Regions from separate parts of the Canis lupus genome. Here region 1 is linked to region 2. The links are chromatin contacts, called in public Hi-C maps. All regions are on one chromosome and are shown on one strand. The core of a region is the stretch at or near the end of the contact, and the rest is flanking DNA. Distances in the headings are between cores, read along the strand shown.

Evidence for each region. Hi-C and Micro-C count contacts between places; a contact is called where the count stands out from the background.
Region 1: a contact with region 2 is called in a Hi-C map of blood, with 2.3 times the contacts expected there. The contact joins two enhancer-like sites. A contact is called at or near these places in 4 of 9 Hi-C or Micro-C datasets (blood and liver).

What each region holds. Positions count from the first base shown.
Region 1 is chr20:12,934,897-12,938,483 of UU_Cfam_GSD_1.0, reverse strand. The region is part of intron 39 of ITPR1 (inositol 1,4,5-trisphosphate receptor type 1); the gene reads left to right. Among named protein-coding and RNA genes, the nearest start is that of ITPR1, 200 kb to the left of the region's middle. Within about 2 kb of position 2,088, at least 11 of the 20 cell types and tissues checked have an H3K27ac peak or open chromatin away from gene starts, as enhancers often do. A contact at or near this core is called in blood, where this site is marked.
Region 2 is chr20:12,870,654-12,874,327 of UU_Cfam_GSD_1.0, reverse strand. All of the region lies in intron 51 of ITPR1 (inositol 1,4,5-trisphosphate receptor type 1), which reads left to right. Among named protein-coding and RNA genes, the nearest start is that of BHLHE40, 150 kb to the right of the region's middle. Within about 2 kb of position 1,362, at least 2 of the 20 cell types and tissues checked have an H3K27ac peak or open chromatin away from gene starts, as enhancers often do. A contact at or near this core is called in blood, where this site is marked.

The sequences.
Region 1 (3,587 bases), core at 839-3,338, 63 kb before region 2:
CTTATTTCTACCAGGAGTTGTAAATACCTCACTGATTTGAACTTTTCCTCTGAAATACTGAAGTTGTGTTTCTATTTGCTTAAGTACAAATGAAGTCGGGAAAGGAACACCTTCGCTAATCGGAGTCTGCAATGTTATTAATATACTGTTTTGCGCCATAGTAATCAGTTGATGTGTTTGCTTGCTCAAGATAGAACTTGGGTCTCCTGGCTGGGAGTTTATTGCTTGCTTATGGAAAGATTCCACAGTTGGAGCAGGTGTGTTTATAATTATACTCTAGGAAATAGAATACTGTCTGTTTATAAAAGAAGAATGTTCTGGCAGCCACTTGGATTCTTTGAAAATTCCCTGAGGAAGCAACTGCGGATCCCCTCTTCGTTGTTGCCCCTGGCAACCGTCAGAACCCTGGGACACCAGCACTATGTCCCCAGTCCCGCAGGCTGTTGGATCTGGTCCTCTAAACAGAGATGGCTGATTGGCCTTTTTCATCAATGGCTGTTCTAGAAACTAAGCAGCTCCTGTGTTTTCTCCTCTTACCAAGCTTTTTGTCAGTGTATGCTGGTGGAAACCTGCAGTCCACAGCTGGAGTTTCAGCAGAAGTTTAATGAGAGTTCTTGCTGGCTCAGGATACAGGCAAAGCCTCACACCTAGCTTGCAAACCAGTGTTCAATTCTAAACATTGTGGGGAATCACCCCTGAAATAGTGTGAGGCATATATGGTGATCCCGTGAAACCCTGATTGGGGGAGGACCACTGCCTTTTGATGATAGAGGCCACTTGGGCATCTCAAGGAAGGAGATGTACTGTGAAAGACTCGTGAAAAAGCATAGTGCCTCCGTGTCTCTTGTCAGTGCTCTGAGAAATCAGGGTGAAATGAGGACAGAGTTCGGAGTCTCTGTAAGGAAAGGTCATGGTATGGAGCCCTCCTAGTTGTCTTCTAGGACAAAATTTCATTTGAAACCAGGAAGAGGAGGGTTTTTTCTTTTTTAATGTTTATAGCTTGATCAATTGCTATATATGTATACACACAAATCAAGATAGGAGATGTTTCCATCATCCCCAGAAGATTCCCATGTACTCACTTCTGGCTTTAAACAGATACCAATTAATGCTAAAGACATCCAATATATGACTAATATTTGAGTGCCTGTTACCTTCCAGGCATGGTGTGAGGGGGTATGAATATGTTGGTGCCTCCAAGTAGACATAGCATTTGCCCTTCTGAAATTCACAGTTTTGTGGAGGAGATGGGCAGCAGTACAAACTAATGTTCAGTGGCAGCTGTCAATCATGAGAATTGCTAGAATGGAGAAGTGCAGGGGGTTGAACACCTATAGTTTGGGAACTTCTGCCCGAACAGGAAAGTCAGGTAACAAGCACCAGGTGGATAGCACCAGCAGGTAATCGTGTGAATCACCTTTCTAAACTGTAAAGTGCTGTGCTCACGGAACAGATGATTTCAATCCAATACTCAAACCTGAGGTGGAAGTGGTAGGCAAAACAGTAATCCACCTCATTTTCATGTATGTGTCTGTTGAAGGGAATGGTATGTTTAGAAAGTATGTGCTCAGTGGGACATGCTGCATTTCTTCATGTCTGAGATATGATCCCCATTTAATCATTGTCACTTGGAACCATGAAATCTCCAGAGCCTCTGGTGTCAGCTAGCAACATGGCCTTCCTGCATTGCAACAGAAAAGCTAGAGTGGCATTCCCACTTGTTCAGGGTGGCTGCAGCCTGCTTAAAGTGAGCCCTCAATTTATCCCACCTTGAGGTGCTTCTGCAAGCAAAGTATGCTACTGATGGAGAATTTTGTAAAATTCAGGGGGAGTGGTGGTGGGGGGGGGGGGGGAAGAAACACAAGAATTATTAAATTTCACCTTCAGGGGGCGTTCTCATGACATCCAACCCAGGCTAGAGGTGTCCTACTTTTTTACATTGCTGTGAACTGCTGGGTTGGGCACCTGCCAACATTCAGGCGGCAGTTACATAAGAGCTGCTTTTTTTCCTGGAATTTAGGCTCACTGCTGATGTGTGACCTTCAGCAGTAATTGCCAATAAATGCAGCGGGGCTGTTTACTGTTAGACACTAGCAACCATAGAGCAAGCAAGCTCCACTCAGAGCGCACAGAAGCTATTGCAGGAGGATTTGGGGGAGTTATGTGTGTGTGCGTTTTGATACTGAGATTATTACACAATGACTGAAATTGTATAGTTTAGTCAAGTTAGAATGTGTTTTTTAAAAATGAATTTTGCTATTAAGTTCCAATGAACGTGTTCTGTAAAGGTGAAACTACATCATTGGGACTAAATTTTTACTTCTTTGTTTCTAAAAACAAATGCCGTTAATAAAGGACATTGTGTTAGCAGATGTGAAAGTTTAAAATTGTTCTGAAATGCTAGATCACATATTTTAACTCAATTTTCTTTAAAGCTTTCTCATCTCTTAAGGTGGGTTTGCAAAGGCTCAGGAAGGATGGGTCCCAGCAAACATATTTGCAAGTGTGTTCACTGTTGGCTGGTTGGTTGATTTCCCTCCTCTGAGGTTTTGAGTGGGTGAAAAGGAACTGGAGGCCGATTCAAGGGTACTGGAGTTCATATGTTCCCTTTGATGTGCTGAATATGAGGGCTATAACATATTTGCATTTCTTGAACTGTATTCAGCTTCTGCTGGGGATGGTCCATGGAAGGAGACTTCATCTTTCAAAAGAAAATTCTAGAAGCTCATGGTTAATGGAATGATTTATGTTGATGGCAGCAGAAGACAAAAGGTGTTTTTGTTTGTTTTTGGTTTTTTTACAAGGCTGTGGTCTGTGCTAGCCTGTTGGAGGCATACATGAAGTGTACGTAGGTATGTGAGTGGGTGCTGTTGTACATACACCGGAAATAGTAACTCTAGGAAGACTCAGAGCTTTTTTTTTTTTTTTAAGATGAGAAGGTATGGTTTCCTTTGTTTATAGTAAAAATTCATCCTTCAATAAAATGTTAGGTATGTTAGATATTACAAACAAGTGTGTCAGTTTCTTACAAACACATACCTGGCTACTATTAAAATACCATAGTTTTGGTGCCTTAATTTGTGGCTGCTTGGGATTCAGTGACTTGAGATTCATTTTGATTTTTTTTTTAAAGAATTTATCTATTCATTAGAGACAGAGAGCAGAGACATAGGCAGAGGGAGAGGGAGGCCCCCCATAGGGAGCCTGATGTGCAATTTGATCCCAGGACCCTGGGATCACTACCTGGGCCAAAAGCAGACACTCAACTGTTGAGCCACCCAGGGATCCCTTGAATTTCTATTTCAAAGATAGTCATTTGAAATCTTTTTCCTCTGGTTAGATTTGCTGACCTAATCTAAAAGCCCTGGGAAGACATAAGATCAGTGAAGAAATATGAAAAGGCAATAGAATACAGTCATGAGTTTCTAAGTTCAATAACCACTCTCCATCATTTGCTGGTTTGGGAGACTTTGCCTTGATTGGAGGTATCAGCGCCTGAATATAGTGACTGATCCTGGGACTAGGTAGGGAAAACAAGACTTGTCAAAAATCAGAAATGACCATTTTCTCAAAACATCCCTCTTTAA
Region 2 (3,674 bases), core at 113-2,612:
GAGAAATGTACTCATTAGAAGTGCAATTAAAATGAAATATGTTTTCCCCTCTAAGTAGCTTATTTCTCTTCTAATAAATGTGCAGGGGGGAAAAGCTCTGCTTTATTCATGAAAGTGCCTTCCCCTTTCCTGAAAGCATCTTAGAATCACCTGCACTTTGGTGCCTCTGTAGCCAGGCCTCAGATAGAAAGTCAAGTCTGAGAGTGATGTCACTTAGTGATTGCTTCTGCAGGTGCTAAGATACTCAGTTCCTCTGCTCTCCTGAAGCCCCCTTCCTTCCCTGCGCCTCACAGAACATGCACATTAAAAAAAATACAAACACATACACATGCACACATGCACACCCCCTCCATGCACTCACATCCTCCCTCACCTGTGCCTCCCTGACCCCTTGTCCTCAATTTCCCAGCCCCAGTGAAGTGAAAACTCTGGGCCAAGAAAACGGGAATATAGTGAAAGAGGAAATTGAGGCAGAGTTGCATATGCTGACATTTTCCTGCTTGGGATTTTCCCTCATGGTTATCACACCCGTCCAAATAGAGCTCCCCAGCTCTATTCTGTTTTTTATATACACAGAGTCCAGGTCCCCCGGCAAGGCCCAGTTCCCTCAGAAGAACAGACACAGAGGCTAGGAAAGAGGGTTACCAAGCGATGCCCTGGTGTAGTTCATTAGGCTGACCTGCCTCCCTGGGGTCATGGCACCCTATCTTCTGGCTGTGATGTAGCCAGTATATCAATCCAGCCAACTTGTACCCCTAATAGTAGAAGACATGCTACAAATAGTACAGTGGGGGATTCAACATCTGGAAGCTATGATTCCATCCTGTGTGAACCTACCATCTGATGGGGGCCGACAACACAGACATATTTTTAAGTGGTTGTAATTGAGGCAACTGACAAGGAGCAGGGCCGTAATCAAGCAGTGACACATTGTGGAAATGTGGGAAAGGCAGGCTTCTGAGGAAAGGTGGGATCTGAGCAACATCTGGAAGGATAGATAGGATTTGGATAAACACAGGCCTAAGAGTTAGGGGACAGGGAAGGTGTATTATTTCCCACTGCTACTCTAACAAGTTACCGCAGACTTGGAAGGCTTAGGGCAACGTACATCTACTACCTCAGAGCTCCAGAGGCCAGAACTATACAAAGGCTCTCACTGGGCTACAGTCAGGGCGTCAGCAGGATACCTTCTAGAGGCTCTAGCTTTGTTGTCTAGCTTCTAGGGGCTTCCTGCATTCATTGGCTCTGAGCTTCTTCCTCCATCTGCAAAGCCAGCCGTGACCAGGAGAGCCTTTCTCACGCTGCATGACTCTGCCTCTGACTGTCCCACACCCTTCTTTCACTTTTAAGGGTGTTTGTGATTATGTTGGGCCTGCTGGGCAATTCAAGATAACTTCCCCATTTCCAGATCCTTAACTGTATCACATCTGTGAAGTCCCTTTGCCTACAAAAGGTAACATATTCATTGATTCCGAAAATTAGGATGTGGATGTCTTAGTGGTGGTGGTGGTTGGGCGGGGGGGGGGGGGGGGGGGGGGGGGGGGGGGGGGGGGCGGAATTACTATTTTCCCACCATGCAGGGTATGTAAGTTGCATTATCTTGCTGTATAACAAATGACCTCAAAACTTAGTGGCTTCAAACAGTAAATATTTATGTCCTCACAGTTTCTCAAGGCCTGGAGTTTGGGAGTGCCTTAGCTGGGTGTTTCTGACTCAGGGTTTTTCATGAGGCTGCTGTCAAGTTGGCAGCTAGGGCCGCCTCACCTGAAGGCTGAGTAGACCCTGAGGATCCACTTCTCTGCTCACTCACGGGGCTGCTGGTAGGAGGATTCACTTCTTCTCCACATGAACCTCTCCATAGAGCTGCTTGAGTTCCACACAGCATGGAGGGTGGATTCCTCATAGTAGATGACTGAAGAGAGGGCGAGTATGCACGTGCAAGGAGGAAGATGCAGGGCCTTTTAGGACCAAGTGTCAGCACGCCATCGCTTCTGTATTCTCCTAGAAGCAGTGCTAAGTCCAGCCCACACAGGAGAAAGGATCTGAGCTGCATTCCTCAAAGAGGAGAGCATCAAAGTCTTCGTGGACATAAATTTAAATGGCCATGGGGACAGTGCACAGAGGCTGGAGGTGCAGCATGTGTTCAGGGAGCCACCCCGAGGCTGGGATGTAAAGGGGGGCCTATTTGGGCAAGGGATATGGGAGAAGAGTGTGGAGAGTTAGACGGGGACATGGGAAATAGAAGACACGTCAAGGTTGGTCTTTAAGTATTTTTTTTGCACCTGGATAGATACTCAGTTGATTTAAAGGACTGAATATTTGTCCATCATATTCAGAATGACACCACAATGTAAGTGTTTTAGCTTTATAAATGATTTATTTGCGACTGTATGCCATACTTGACGGCCATTTATCACAATTATATGAAAGCATTCTACAGTAGCTACTCTTACATACGATATTGAGAACCTCCTTGAAGAGAATTTTGGCTTCCATAGACCATTATTGAGCTTTCCCATTGCCTGTTTTTTTTTTTTTTCTCACCTCATATGAGCCTTTTATACTTACACTAATGTGGAGAAGGTATTATAAATTCCCATTTACCTACCACTCAGCTTCAATCATTATCAACCCTTTGCCACTCTTGCCACCTATCTCTTCTGGAGCTTCCATATCCAGATCAGAAATGGGCTTCAGTCCCAAAAGAAACACCAGTAGCTATTGTCTCCAGAGCACTTGATTTCTCATCTTAAATTTGTCTTGGCAATTAACTTTAAAAAAAAAAAAGTTAATTGTTACTGGAGGTTGACTGAATCCTGGTCAGCTCCTCTACTGATTGGTGATATGAGCCACTTACCTTTATCCTTGTCTGATCCCAGAGGATCACTGACCCAGGTGATGAGATCTCCTCCACAGCTTCCACCCCCTGCTGGGCCTCAGTTTCCCTCATTTATAAAACAAGAGATTTTAAATTAGATGGTGCTTGTAGCTCTAAAACTCTACTCTTTGGAAACATTTCCTGGTTCCAACTGCAAACATGAAATGAGCAATTATTAAATTACCCAGGGCTCTGTTTAATTGTGGCATATCTTTATTTTGGAGAGAAGCTTTCAAAGATTTGGCTGCTGCTCTAGGCATCATTATAGAGCCATTGAATGTGTCATTGGCTGCTGTCCTAAAGTTAAATGATGACTTCATTGGGAAAGACAAACACACTATAGAGACCCACTCTCCCATACTCCATACTTCTTTGGAGGGAGATAATGTTGAATGAGATATCTTTTGGAAACTCTGCTTCTAGCATGGAGACTGAAATTATTGCTACCACATCTATTTTTGAGCATCATCCTAAGTCCAAGTCACCACTGGAGAAGAATTCAGGGGAAAAGGAAGCATCATCATGCATGGCATGGCCAGAGGCTTGTTGTTCTGACACTGAACATGCCCGGCCAGCATGGTATCGCCTCTAGGCAACTACAGAATAAGTGTCTCTCACCCCTTAGTGATGGCTTTGGTACCACATCTCTTCTGTACTTTAGCCTTTGGGAATGGAACTCTACTGCTGACTACCCAGTCAGCAACTCCCTCCCCTAGTTCCCCTGCCCCAGGCATGATCATCAAACTTAGGAAAATGGAAAATGGTTCAATGTCAGGAAAAGGATCATTGTCTGGCT